Linked DNA regions of Capra hircus: region 1 is linked to region 2. Evidence: chromatin contacts called from public Hi-C data. All regions are on one chromosome and are shown on one strand. Each heading gives the region's core, a stretch centred on a gene start, on an enhancer-like site or on the middle of the called end of the contact. The rest is flanking DNA. Distances are from core to core; before and after follow the strand shown.

Region 1 (5,972 bases), core at 1,541-4,040, 310 kb after region 2:
TTCGCTGTGCGGTAACAGCTCTCCTGTACTGTTTTTTTTTTTTTTTTAATGTACCAGCCATTGCGCAAAGGGCTTGCCTTGCTCCATCTCAATCCACGCTCACAGCAGCTCCACGAGTTATGCACTATTATTACTCTCCTGTTTAGGGAGCAAACTGACAGGGTAAGTCACTTGCCCTCTCCTCTCGTTGGGTGTGAGGGTGACCTCCATGCTTGGCAGTGACACCAACCGTTTACAATCACACTACCCTTCTCAAGCTTCTTCTAAGTCTGAGCTGATAAAAATGGAAAAACTAACCAATAACCAACCTTACCTTTGTTTGGGGGACTGAGAATCACAGGGAGCAATGGACTCACCAGGTTGACCCTCTTACCCTAGTTCTCGTCATTAAACTTAACCACTTTCCAGGAGTTACCCAACAAACGCACTCTTAAGAGTTGCTCAGCCCAACCTCCTGGTCAGCGGTCAGAGAAAAGGGCCAGGCTGGAGATCTGGGCTCCAGGTCTTGGACTCCCTCCTGTGGCCAGATTTAAATAGAAAAGCTTCAAGGAGAAGAAATCGCGTGCGATCAGGGCCAGATCCAGCTGGGGCCATTCTGTTAAGGAGTGCACCTTCGGGAGGGGAGGAAGCCTTAGAGCGACACCATTCCCTCTCACAGTGAAATACAACAGGGGATGCAGCCAAGTCCAGTCAGGGCACACGGCTCTAACTCAGATAATTCAGTCAAAAAGCAGCCTGCAAACCGTAAAGTGTGCCAGTGTAAGGATGCTGTATCAGTGCCTTTGGTAAAAGTGAAAGTGTCAGCTGCTCAGTTGTGCCCCCAGGGACTGTGGCCCGCCAGGCCCCTCTCTGTCCACGGGATTCTCCAGGCAAGAATGCTGCAGTGGCTTGCCATTTCCCTTCTCCAGGGGATCTTCTCGACCCAGGGATGGAACTCAGGTCTCCTGCGTGGCAGGCTGATTCTTCGCCACCTGAGCCACCAGGGAAGCCCAGCTGTCACCCTTACCTTCATAAAATTGCCCTGATTTTCTATCCAGGCACTGGTAATGGCTAGCTGAAGGGCCAGGGGGTGAAGAGGCTCCAGTGAGTGGCTTTCCAAGAGAGGGAGACAAAAGAGTTAGGCTCCTCTGAAAACCAGTTTACGCCAAGGCCTGGATTCTGACGGGCACTCAGGCCACTGCTAGAGATCTGAATCACAAATTTACAGAATTAGCTGCTCTGTAAGTCAGTCCTTTTCTTCCCAATGGAGCCCGTAATTTCCGGGGTTGTGGGGGGTGGCGGGTGTCACTTGATTTCCACTGATAGAATGAACAAGATGTATACCCGAGAGGAGCTTAATTCTACTCACCGTGCGAACTGCCTTTTTTATTACTAAAAGGGCGAGAAAGGGCTTGGGAGGATAGTTAAAAGCTGATAAGAATCATTTTAGACTTCTGCAAAGCGCATTCCCTGCATTTGCAACTTGGGTGAGTTAATACTGGCAATCATCTTCCTTTCCTCCCCTTTCCGGTAGCGTGGTGAGCTGATTCTAGATCAGGTTGGGATTCTTTGACAAAAGAAATGCTGCTCATCAGGCCTGCTCCCTTCCAGGCACTTTGAGAAGGAGCCAGCAAGGCGCAGACTCGAACCTGTTGGAGTCTCATTAAATGGGACCCCAGTGCATCTGTTTGCACACAAACAACAGCAATGCAGCTAGAGAGTCTCTCTGTGTGTGTGTGTGTGTGTGTGTGCGTGCGTGCGCGCAAATCCCTGATAATTTGTTTAAAGGGCAGGGGGGCACAACAAAACCACAAGGACTTCGCTCTCTTTCTCTTTTCCTTCTCTTTTTGGCATTTTCCTTGGGTGGCATGTGCCCCTCTCCCCAGGATGAATTCATGAGAGACCTCAGGGGCTGCTGAGAACAACTGTGATTTGAGTGAATTCTTTTACGGATATCAGTCCAGACGTCGCCGTTGGCTGGATCTGGCAAGCAGCGTTTCCCTGTTGTTGTTGTTGGTTTTCCCTGACGGTGGCCAGTTCAGCTCGACAGCCCAGGTCCTGCAAAGGCCACGGAGACACTTCCATGTGCGCCTGAAAATAAATAATCAGTTAACGGGCATGTCAGCTTCAAAAAGGCACCTGTGCCCCCTCCCCCAGGTGTTAATTTCTCTTTCTGTTTCGGGGTGCTCTTAACATTTTACTGTGGGTGGTTTTGCTATCCAAACGGCATTCCTGGGCACTGCCGCTTAAAGAACTTCAGCCCCTCTGTGAATCTGTCCCTGGAGCTTTCCTGCACTCACTTGGGGACTGGCTATTCTTTTCACTCCTAATCCAACAGGAAGCATGGAAATTAGTATTTATTGCAAATGCATCAGGAATGGGCTTTCCAATCAAAACCAGACAAACCCCACCAAACTAAAAAAACGGAATTTTAACTTGCTTTGCAGGCTGCAACTGGCTTTAGAATCTCCCCAATAATTGTTAGAGTCCTCTCTGGCTTAGTTTTCTTAAAAACAGAACAAGCAATTTCATTCAAAGATGGCTCTCTTTTTTTGGCCAGGAGGATGGGAAACCAGTTACGGAAACCGTTGGCATGCTCTGCAGCAAGATTCTCAGCAGAGAACTTCTTTTTAAAAGTTTGAAAAATTTTTTCCGGGGTGGGAGGGCTCCTTTGACATTAGTGAGTCAGTCTCGCCCTGGAGACATTTCTCATCAGGGCAAAAAGCCCCTGTGTCCAGTGAGGTGAAACTTGCAAATAATACTGTCACCTTTCTCAACAGACCGGCGTGGCCAGAGCTCAAAGGTCATGCCAGGCAACCCCCGAGGTGTTTAGAGACAAAGCAGTGACTGGCGGCCTGTTTGCCTTGAATCATCCCATGTGCTGTGATGGGGATGATGGAGGGAAAATCATCCCCCACTGAGGTCTTCCCCAGAGGGTTTTTTCCCCTGATCTGGGCCAAGTTAAGCATGCAGACATGAAGCAGCATGAGGTCATTCTCAGCTGGGTGAGTCACAAACAGTGAGGAATGTCCAGGTTCGGGCAGGAGGGCTGGAGAAGCCAAACCCACCCCGAGGAAAAAGCCTCTGGTCTTTTCTGGAAGCTGAGCTCTCAGGTGCAGCCAGCCGGTCCAAGCTGGTAGCCAGTGGGTCCTGGTAGCCAAGGGCCTCCCAAACTTTTTTTGGTGAAATAATTTTGTCCTGAACACATTTTCCAAAGGCCTTTTTGCCCAAGCCACAGTTTTCTTTGCCTAAGGTATGGACTTCTCAGGAGTTCAGTGCTGTTTCTAGCCACGGTGCGGTGGACTGTACACGCGGTGGGTTTGTAGGAGCCGCGGGGCCTGCGGCTCTGTCAGTCACGCGTGTCCGTCTGCCTGTGTAAGACTGTGGACGTGTGCATGCGTCTGTCTATTCTGTATGAAACACGTGTTCCTGAGGGTGTGCGCATCTGTGGCTATAAATACACACCTGGGTGTATGTGTCCCTCGTGGACACTTGGACTGACTCTGAACCTCCAGCCCAAGCGATCCCAGCTTCTCAGCTCAACTGTAGAAATTTGCCTGGCCTAACACCTCCCGGGTGGTCCATGACTCACCAACAAGGGGACAAAGGCCAGCCTCCTTGCTTGTAAGTAGAACCAACTTTGTGGTACGATTCACATATGATTCAGGCTCCAGGGCCCCCTGGGAGACAGAACGAAACTGCGCTCCAGCTGAGACCAGACCCTGCCCCGTCCTGCTCTTCCTCCCTTTCCTCCAGGAGCCCGCCTTCATGCTCACCCCGGCACCGAGTCTCTGTGTCAGGCTCTTCTCTGTCAGTGTGGCCAGAGGCAGTGTGTATATATTACACATGTGTGTGCGTGTGCATATGTGCACATACACGTGCACACATCTGTGTGTGCACACGCCCACGTATGAGGAGATCGAGGAAGATCTGGGAGAGGAAATAAGATGCAGGGGGGCATCGATCTTCTGACATGGGAGATAAAGCCACCGCAGACACAGAGCTCCTGGCCTGCTTTAAAAGCGGAACATTAAAAGATCGTTCAGATGCCAAAGTATTTTTTTATTAAATCAGAAGAAGATACAGTATACATGATATCAGTCGATCATATGGCTGGGTTTTGAACTATACTTTAATACACCATGGTCCTATGTACTCCTCTGTACAAGTATTAAAAAAAACTCAGGTATTTGAATAATCTGTAAATTTTTATTATTAACTGCGGTTATGGGAGGGTTTTATCAGAGCACATCCTGAGAACATTAGGAAATTACAGACAGGCTTGAGATAAGTGTCAGACAGAACAGATGAAGCAAGCCCCTCAGCCATCTGAGAAACATTAATAATGTAAGATTGCAGAGACCAAATCTTTGTTAGGGATACGGGATGCGGGACAAAAACGGAGACCTTGGCGCCCCCTCGTGTTGCAAAAATAAACTCGCAACATCTTTTATTTGGTTTGGTTTGGGGTGGTTTTTTTTTTTCTTTTTTTTGAAGTTGTAATCCTGGCCCCTTGTCACTGAGCCTCAAAAAGCAATTGTTTTCCCAAATCATGTCAAGTCCTCTCCAGTCGATCTTTCCCCTCCCGTCAATAACGCTCAAGGACCCTATTTGAAAAACAACTCTCATCCATTCCTTCGTCATTCCCCACACATTCCATTCCAGGAAACTGGCAACCTCCCAACAACACACAGCCCACGGTCTCCCTCCTTGAAACGTGAACTTAAACAAACGGATTTTCGCCTCTCCTCTTCAAGCCGAGAGGATGAGCACGCCTTGACTACAAAGCTTAATTCCTTCCAGCAGTCTTTTCCCTTCTGCAACTTACTTGCCCCTGGCCATTTTTCATAACTTAACCAGAATGCAGTCCTCTCTGCCCCTCCCCGACCCTGCTTGGGACCCATCTTCAGACCTGGCTAGATAACCTGCTAAGCCATCTTTACAGTTAGTTACCAGGGAAGACTGGACCACAGCCGTAAATAATACACCTCAATATACAACAGCTCAGGCTTAATTCGGAGGCAGACTTTCATGGGATGGCCATCAGAAGAAAAAGTATACATATGGAGAGGGTTTCGGGGGAGACGGAGTCGGGAGGAGACATCTTGGTGGAGGAACCTGATGGGAGCCGTGAAGTTTGTTTACTTGGATTTGCCCACTGGCCCGATGCACACGGGGTCTGTTTGCACTTGAGCATCCAGCATCCGCTTCGGTCCCTGGAGGGAACACAAAAGAAGGTGAAGATCCGTCAAATCAACAACAGCAATCGCCAGTTACGTAGCACTTTATGCCAGGTGCTGTCGCGGGCGGTGGGCAAGAGAATGGTCTCCGCTGAGCTGCCCGAGTTCCATGGCTGTGTATATTCCTTTCCAGCTCTGTGAAATCTTGGACAAATGACTGAACTCCCTGTTTCCTCATCTTTAGAATAAAGGTGATGACATTTATCTCAATGAAGGTGATGACATTTATCTCAGAGGGTTGTTCCAAGACAAAGCGAGTCCTGGCTTATGATGCGCTAAGAACAGTACCTGGGGGTGGGAAGGCGGTGTAGAAGACAGTCCCCAGGTAGAGCTAATTTCCATCAACCCTCTGTTCACTTTCTAACCGTACTGGCTGTTTACTCTGCTTACAAAACATATCTCTGCAAAGTTTTCATGTAACACCAAGTAGGCTGCTTCCTATCGGGTCCAAGCAGCAGGTACAGGGGGAGGAGAGAGGGGCCAGAATGAAGGCCGTCACCAGGAGGGCAAAGGTCACATGGGCAGCGGCTGGCGGTGCAGCTTCTGGGGAGGGGGGCTGGGCGGGGCTGAGGGCAGCTAGAAGCCCCTTTTCTGTAGGTGACGAGGTGGCAATGGTCCCCTGACTGGTGACAGGCCTGCTGCTAGCACTGCCCTCTCAGGAGAGGGATCAGGCAGCCCCCCCGGGAAACGTGCCCAGCCTGGAAGCCCTCGGGGCTTGGCTGGATCCTTGCAAAGTGGCAGGAAAGCCCTCCC
Region 2 (6,081 bases), core at 1,330-3,829:
ATTGTACCTCTAGTATATGTACTGTTGTCTCAAAGGGAAAAAAAACACATAAAACCAGTAGTATTCCCAATAATTAATACTGATGGACAAAAAAAGGAAAAAAAACACAACATTTTGGAGTACAAGGGCTGCAGAAAGAAAAAACAAAACTGTATTTTTAAGGAACCAGAAATGTGGTAAAAAGGAGAAATCTGAAAGGCCTCCAGATTTCAGCATGACATGAACTGGCTTGTTTTCAAATAGATTTGGTGATTTTTTTTTTTTTAATACAGATTTCAATTTCAGCCCTCTATCATCGTGTATATCCCCTTTAAGATTTATATTTATCGTCACAGCAAGCTTTCTGTAACACTCATTGGATTAGGTAAGGATCAGGTCAATCATCTTTGTCAATGTGTTAATCTTCAAAAATAGGCTATAAAAGTGCAAAACTAGGAAAACAAAACTCTAGATTATGTACATATGGCTCAGCTTGTGAACAGAAAGAAAGGTCAATAGTGTACACTTTCCTGATACAAAGCACTTCATCACGATGCCAGCAGTCAGCTCAGAGAGGTCTCCCTTCTCATCTGGGAGTTAAGACTTTTCCATCAAGTCAGCGTCGTGTTGCATAATGAGAACAAACAAACAAAAAATCAGGATTCTTTGAGGACATTACCCTTGTTCTAATGGAGAAGGGCAAGGCAAGAAAAATTAACAGTGCAAATTTATTTCTGAAACAGTTTTCTTAATAAAGTGTGTTGTGGTCACTAAACCTAGGTGCTGCTGAAAACACTCAGCCATGGACAGTGGATTAAGGGAACAGAAGTGTAATAAAACATTTAGTAAGCCAGCTGGTGGCTAGTCTCTCTTTAAAACCCAAATTGTCATGTACACTGAGAAAATGGTGCTGCCTCCAAACCACCAAAAATGGGAAGACAACTGGGGTCTCAAGACCAGTGACGTCCCCGGAGCACCAGGAGCCTCAGTGAGCACTCCTGCACAATTCACGTGTCTGTAATTAACCTGAGTGTGTCCAGTCAACCCAAGCGACGCGCCAGACACACCAAGACTACCAGAGGCAAACCTAAAATTTACCCCTCAACTTTCATTTCTTTTAAAAACTGCTTCCAATATATGTAATTCACATGTATAATTTAGCCTTTATATTTTTATATAACTAATTTAGGCAAACGCCAGAATTTTCCAACAAAAATGATTCATTGGATAGAAAACTAACTCCACAAATAATTTGGTATGTTTACTGAGTGTGTGGCTGGCTAGAGGAAATGCTTCTCTATAGATACACACACTTAAAACTCCCCCCGCCAATCCCCCGAGAAGAGGACTCCATGGGTCTGGGTCTGCCTCAGACGACCTTCCAAAATTTGCAATAGAAGGGCACCAACTACAGAAAGGCTGGTCTTGGTACGTGCAGCACATATCCATTCATAGAGGGTCGGTGTCTCCGTTAACAATTCCATTAAGACAATAAACAGCGGAGGATTTGACATAATACAAATCATTGAGATTAAAAAAAAAAACCGTACATTTTAGATGAAGGAGGACAAATAGCAGAAAAGAGCTCAAAGTGATGAGCAACATTAGAGGAAAAGCATACACACAGTATTTAAACAAGCAGGTTTACAACATCTATTCACAAATTTTTTACCTGAGGTGCGAGCGTTATATACTTTCTCCCCACCCCACCCCCCAACCCAAATGATTTCTTTTCAGCAGCGCTCAAGTATGCAAAAAAAAAACAAAACTCCATTTCTTATTTGGTCAATTCTAAAAATCATATTTTTCGGGGCAGAACAGATGATGTCCAGTCTCCATTTGTGTACAACCCAACTCTTCCAACTATAGTTTTTATTGCTATTTGGTACAAAAGTTAACAACTTTACAAAACCGTAGTGTTCCTTTGTGTGTTATATATACAGTACAATCACAGCTTATTTCAGTAGCTTTCAACATTTGCTGTTTCAAAGGATGAACTAATTTAATTTCATGGAGAGTACACATTTATATCCATCAAGACCTAAGGGGGAAAAAAAAGGTTTGAAACATGATTAGAATAAAACTAAATACAGCTTACAAAAGTTTTTAAAAGTGTAACAAATACACAGAACTAAAAAGGTCTAGAAATGCAATGAGTTCCATCTAAGCTTAAATTTTTAACCAAGTCTCGGGAGTCTGAATAAATAAGCTGCACCATTTAGGAGATGCTCACGTACAATGAACAGTGATTTGATGAAGATGATTTAACCAACAGGAATTTACATCAGATACAGGTGTCAAGTCAGCTGCCTCCTATAGGAAACTCTGGAAATTTATACCTAACAAAAGGCAAATGTATGGCACAGACCACAGGTATTTAAGACGAGACTCAACAGAATAACCTCCTCCATGAGAAGGACAGGGCACAAAACACGTGTAACACTGTTTGGCCAACGTCTATGGAGGTTTTACAGCTGAAATTCCCAGTCCTGGGCCAGGCACCACCTCAGCATTGCTCAGGGTGGAAGTCGGGGACAGAGGTCAGGTGGGCATAAACGTATGAACCACAGCGCAGAGGGAGTATGAACAGCGAAGGCCCAGCTCCTCGCAAACATGCTGCAGAAATACGTGAGCTTAAGCACCGGAACAAGGTCGTTTGGCCAGCAGGATGTGGAAAGGATGTTCCAAACTAGAGAGAAAGGCAAGCAGAGAAGCCCAGAGGCTGCAGGAAGAGGCGGGAGCTGGTCACATACACGACAGTCCCCGCTTGCCGCTACACACAGTGCAAATAACCACCCATAAACCGTGCTTATGTTTCAAGGCAGAGTGGATCTAATCCCATTTCTGCGATGATGCCAGCCGCATACCACTGGCATCACCTGAGCGGGAAAGAAGGATGCAGACAGACAGGCCCATGTGCCCCAGGGAAAACCGCAAGGAGAGACTCTGCCCTGGTCCACGTGTCTCTCTCTCTGAATCCAGATCTAGCAGGCGCTGGGTCAAGAGTCTGCTCCACGAGGATACGGTAGTGGTTAGCAGAACAAGAGCTGTCTGGGAGGAGATGAAATCTGTCCATGAGCCCCCGTCTTTCCAGTCACTTTACTGTTAACTCTCACACAGATGCCATGCCCTCTGCCCAAACCTGGAAGTAACTAAATCAACATGTGCACAACTCCAAGAGCACCACCTGAAGCTTCTGGGTAGCCACCACTAGATACACCTGCCGTGTGAACCAGAAAGTCAAAATAAACCTCCTTGCTCTGTCCCACTGCTGCTCCTGCTAAGGGTTTATAAAGCTTTTGAACAAGCACTTAAACTGGAGGGGTGGGGCCCAGGCCTTGGATTTTGCAGACCTAGGACCAAAAAACAGAGGAAGGTGCTGGGCAAGTTACATAAGCCAAGTCTCAGTCTCCACATCTGTAAAGGGGGCACAGAGTCTCCTAACTCAGGGATCAGCAAACTTTTCCTATAACTGGCCAGACAGCTCTCGGCTTTGCAGACCATGAAGTCCCTGTCACAATGATCCATTTCTGCTTTTGTGGCCCCAGGCAGCCACAGACGATCTAAAGGAAAGGAAAGGAAGTGGCTGTGTCCCAATAAAACTTTATTAACAAAAACTGATGGCAGGCAGTTGGCCTAAGGCTCTAAGAAGGACTAAACTAGCTCATGACGATAAACAATTCATTCAACCCCTAGCATGAAATAAACCCTCAGTAACTTTCAGTTGCTTTTGCTACTTTACCATGATCACCACTGATATCCAGATACCCTGAGGGCTCTGTTTTAAAAACACTTCAAAATTCAAGTTGAAAGCAATTTTACTTTGTGATATTATACTGGGTAAGTTAGATGGTTTGTTTTCAGTTAGGTAAAATCAATACAGTGTATGTGCTCACCTTTCATCCCCAAAACAGGAAATCAAGTTTTTTTGTCATTTGGTCGGTAATGTGCGTTCCCAATAAAATTCTCATAGTTCCTCTTTTGTAGCATGCTGCTAGATAAGTGTTGATAGGACACAGGCCTTTTTCCTGATTAGAGAAAAAAAAAAAAAAGTGTAACGGGCATTTAGAATTAAGCTCAACAATGTGTGTGGGTTGTCAGAAGCCAATTTTCAAAATTCCTGATAAAGTGACCAGAACACATATGATCCATATGTATTATAGAGTTAGTTACAAGGTAAAATGTTCTTAATTGCCAGGAAGACATTTCTTAGCTTAGAATTTTAAAGTCACTAAATGGTAAAATTATCTAAGTGCTACTAAAAATTAAAAGCCAAAATGGCAACATATTTTAAGCCTTTGTGTATCATGAACCAAAACTGTGTGGAGGAGGGAAAAAAAGACCGATTTACTTGCAACACACAGTCTTTTCTCTTCAAGTGAAAGACACAGTTATGACTCATGTCCATTTTAAATGCAGAGTCGGGGGAAAGGGACACTTCTAATCAAAAGGCTGCAGAGATTATTTTTTCATCAAAATTTTTATAAAAGTCACTGGACTGTGTGAAAGCGAGTGTTTTCTAATTAGCTATCCCCCAATCAACTGACATCAAGCCATCTTTGATACAGACTGTCACCACCCAGAACCTTTCATTTCAAATTAATACTAACGGTGATGTTTAAAATGGATGCGTCCCTTTGGGCGCAGAACCTGCAGAGCTTATCATCAGGGAAGGCGCTGCGGTTTCACCGAGCAGGACAGGTCCCCACACCTGTCTCACCCACTCTCACAGCCTCGGGTGTGTGCTAGACACGTCCGATGCAGCAAGGGCTTTAAAACCGCCTCTGCGGGGACAAGGACCTTCAAGGTACCTGTGGGCATCGGGGGAGCAACACGCGGAAGACTGCGCTTTAACATTCACTTAAGGCTGAGCCCTGGCCAAAAGCGGCAGCGCGGTTCCCTAGGTCTGGACACCAAAGGGACCCAGCAGCCTGGGAAGGGCCCGGCGCGCCCGCAGAGCGCTTCCGAGGGGCCCCGAGCCCGCTGTGCGGGCGCCCGACCCGCGCTGATCACAGGGGCGGGCAGGCTGCGCGCCCTGCAATGCACGCGGGCTAGGCGTCAAGGACACCTGGCTCGGCACTGCAAGGGGGTACAGCCCCTGGGCCCCGCTGCCCTCGGCCCAGCCCAGGAGGAGCTGGAAAAGGGGCCGCAGCGCCAGGGCCCTCCCCCTGCCCCCCTAGGGTCCCCCGAGGACGCCCACCTTCCAGCGCGGCGGCAGCAGCGGGCGCGCAGGGCAGCAGCGCGGCGAAGGCGGGCCCGGGCGCGGGGCGCGGGCGCGCGGGGGCGCGGGCGGCGCGCAGGCGCACTCGGGCGGCAGCAGGGAGGCCAGCCCGCGCACCACGCGGTACTGCGGCAGCTCGGGCGGCCGGCGGCACGGCGCGCAGGGCGGCTCCGGCGCGACCCGCGGCCGCTTGGGCAGCGGCTCCCCCGGCTCAGCGCCACCGCGGCCGCACGCATAGTCCCGCGCGGGCGCCCAGGGGCCGTCGCTCCTGGTGGTGTCGGCGGCGGGCTGCGGCTCCGGCCGCCGCGCCTTCTCCAGGCCTGCCTTGCAGGGCGGTGCTTCGGGCGGCGTGCGGGCAGGACCGGGCCCCGGAACCCCGAGGCCGGGCGGTGGCAGCGGGCGCAGCGCCTTGAGGTTGCTGGGGGCTAAAGTGCTGTCGGCGCCCGCGGGCGGCGGGGCTCTGCTGGGCCCCTGGGCGCCGGGCGCGGGCCGCTCGGCCGGCGCGGGCTTGGGTTGCGCCGGGGCGGCGGGCCGCGGCTTGGGCCTGAAGGCACCGGGCAGCGGGGGCACGTCCTTGCCCAGCAGGGCCGGCGGGCAGCCCGTCCGCCGGCTGCGCAGCGCAGCCCTGCCCCGGCAGCTCTTGTGCGCGTCGGGGTGGTACTTGTGCTCCAGCCTCTGGTGCATCGTCAGCACCTCCGGGTAGAAGGTCTTGAAGGTGCAGAACGGGCAGGTGCTGCTGGCGGTCACGCTCCTGCCCAGAGGCGCCCCCGCGCCCCCGTGCGGGGCGCCGAGCGACAGGTTTAGCGGCTTCTCCTGGCAGCCTGCGTCGGCCGCCCGCTTCTCCGGGGGCCCCAGCTGCGCGTGGCGGGCCGCCGTGGCCG

What was found. Hi-C and Micro-C count contacts between places; a contact is called where the count stands out from the background.
Region 1: a contact with region 2 is called in a Hi-C map of liver, with 5 times the contacts expected there. The contact joins two enhancer-like sites. A contact is called at or near these places in 3 of 5 Hi-C or Micro-C datasets (blood and liver).

Annotation. Positions count from the first base shown.
Region 1 is chr13:80,967,216-80,973,187 of ARS1.2, forward strand. BCAS1 (breast carcinoma-amplified sequence 1) reads right to left here. Exons shown (of 12, transcript XM_018058051.1): 12 at 4,027-5,195. The coding sequence ends at 5,121. Among named protein-coding and RNA genes, the nearest start is that of BCAS1, 100 kb to the right of the region's middle. Within about 2 kb of position 2,791, at least 3 of the 5 cell types and tissues checked have an H3K27ac peak or open chromatin away from gene starts, as enhancers often do.
Region 2 is chr13:80,659,177-80,665,257 of ARS1.2, forward strand. ZNF217 (zinc finger protein 217) reads right to left here. Exons shown (of 8, transcript XM_018056877.1): 5 at 5,323-6,081; 6 at 5,180-5,284; 7 at 3,876-4,007; 8 at 1-2,020. The coding sequence ends at 3,898. Among named protein-coding and RNA genes, the nearest start is that of ZNF217, 19 kb to the right of the region's middle. Within about 2 kb of position 2,580, at least 1 of the 5 cell types and tissues checked has an H3K27ac peak or open chromatin away from gene starts, as enhancers often do.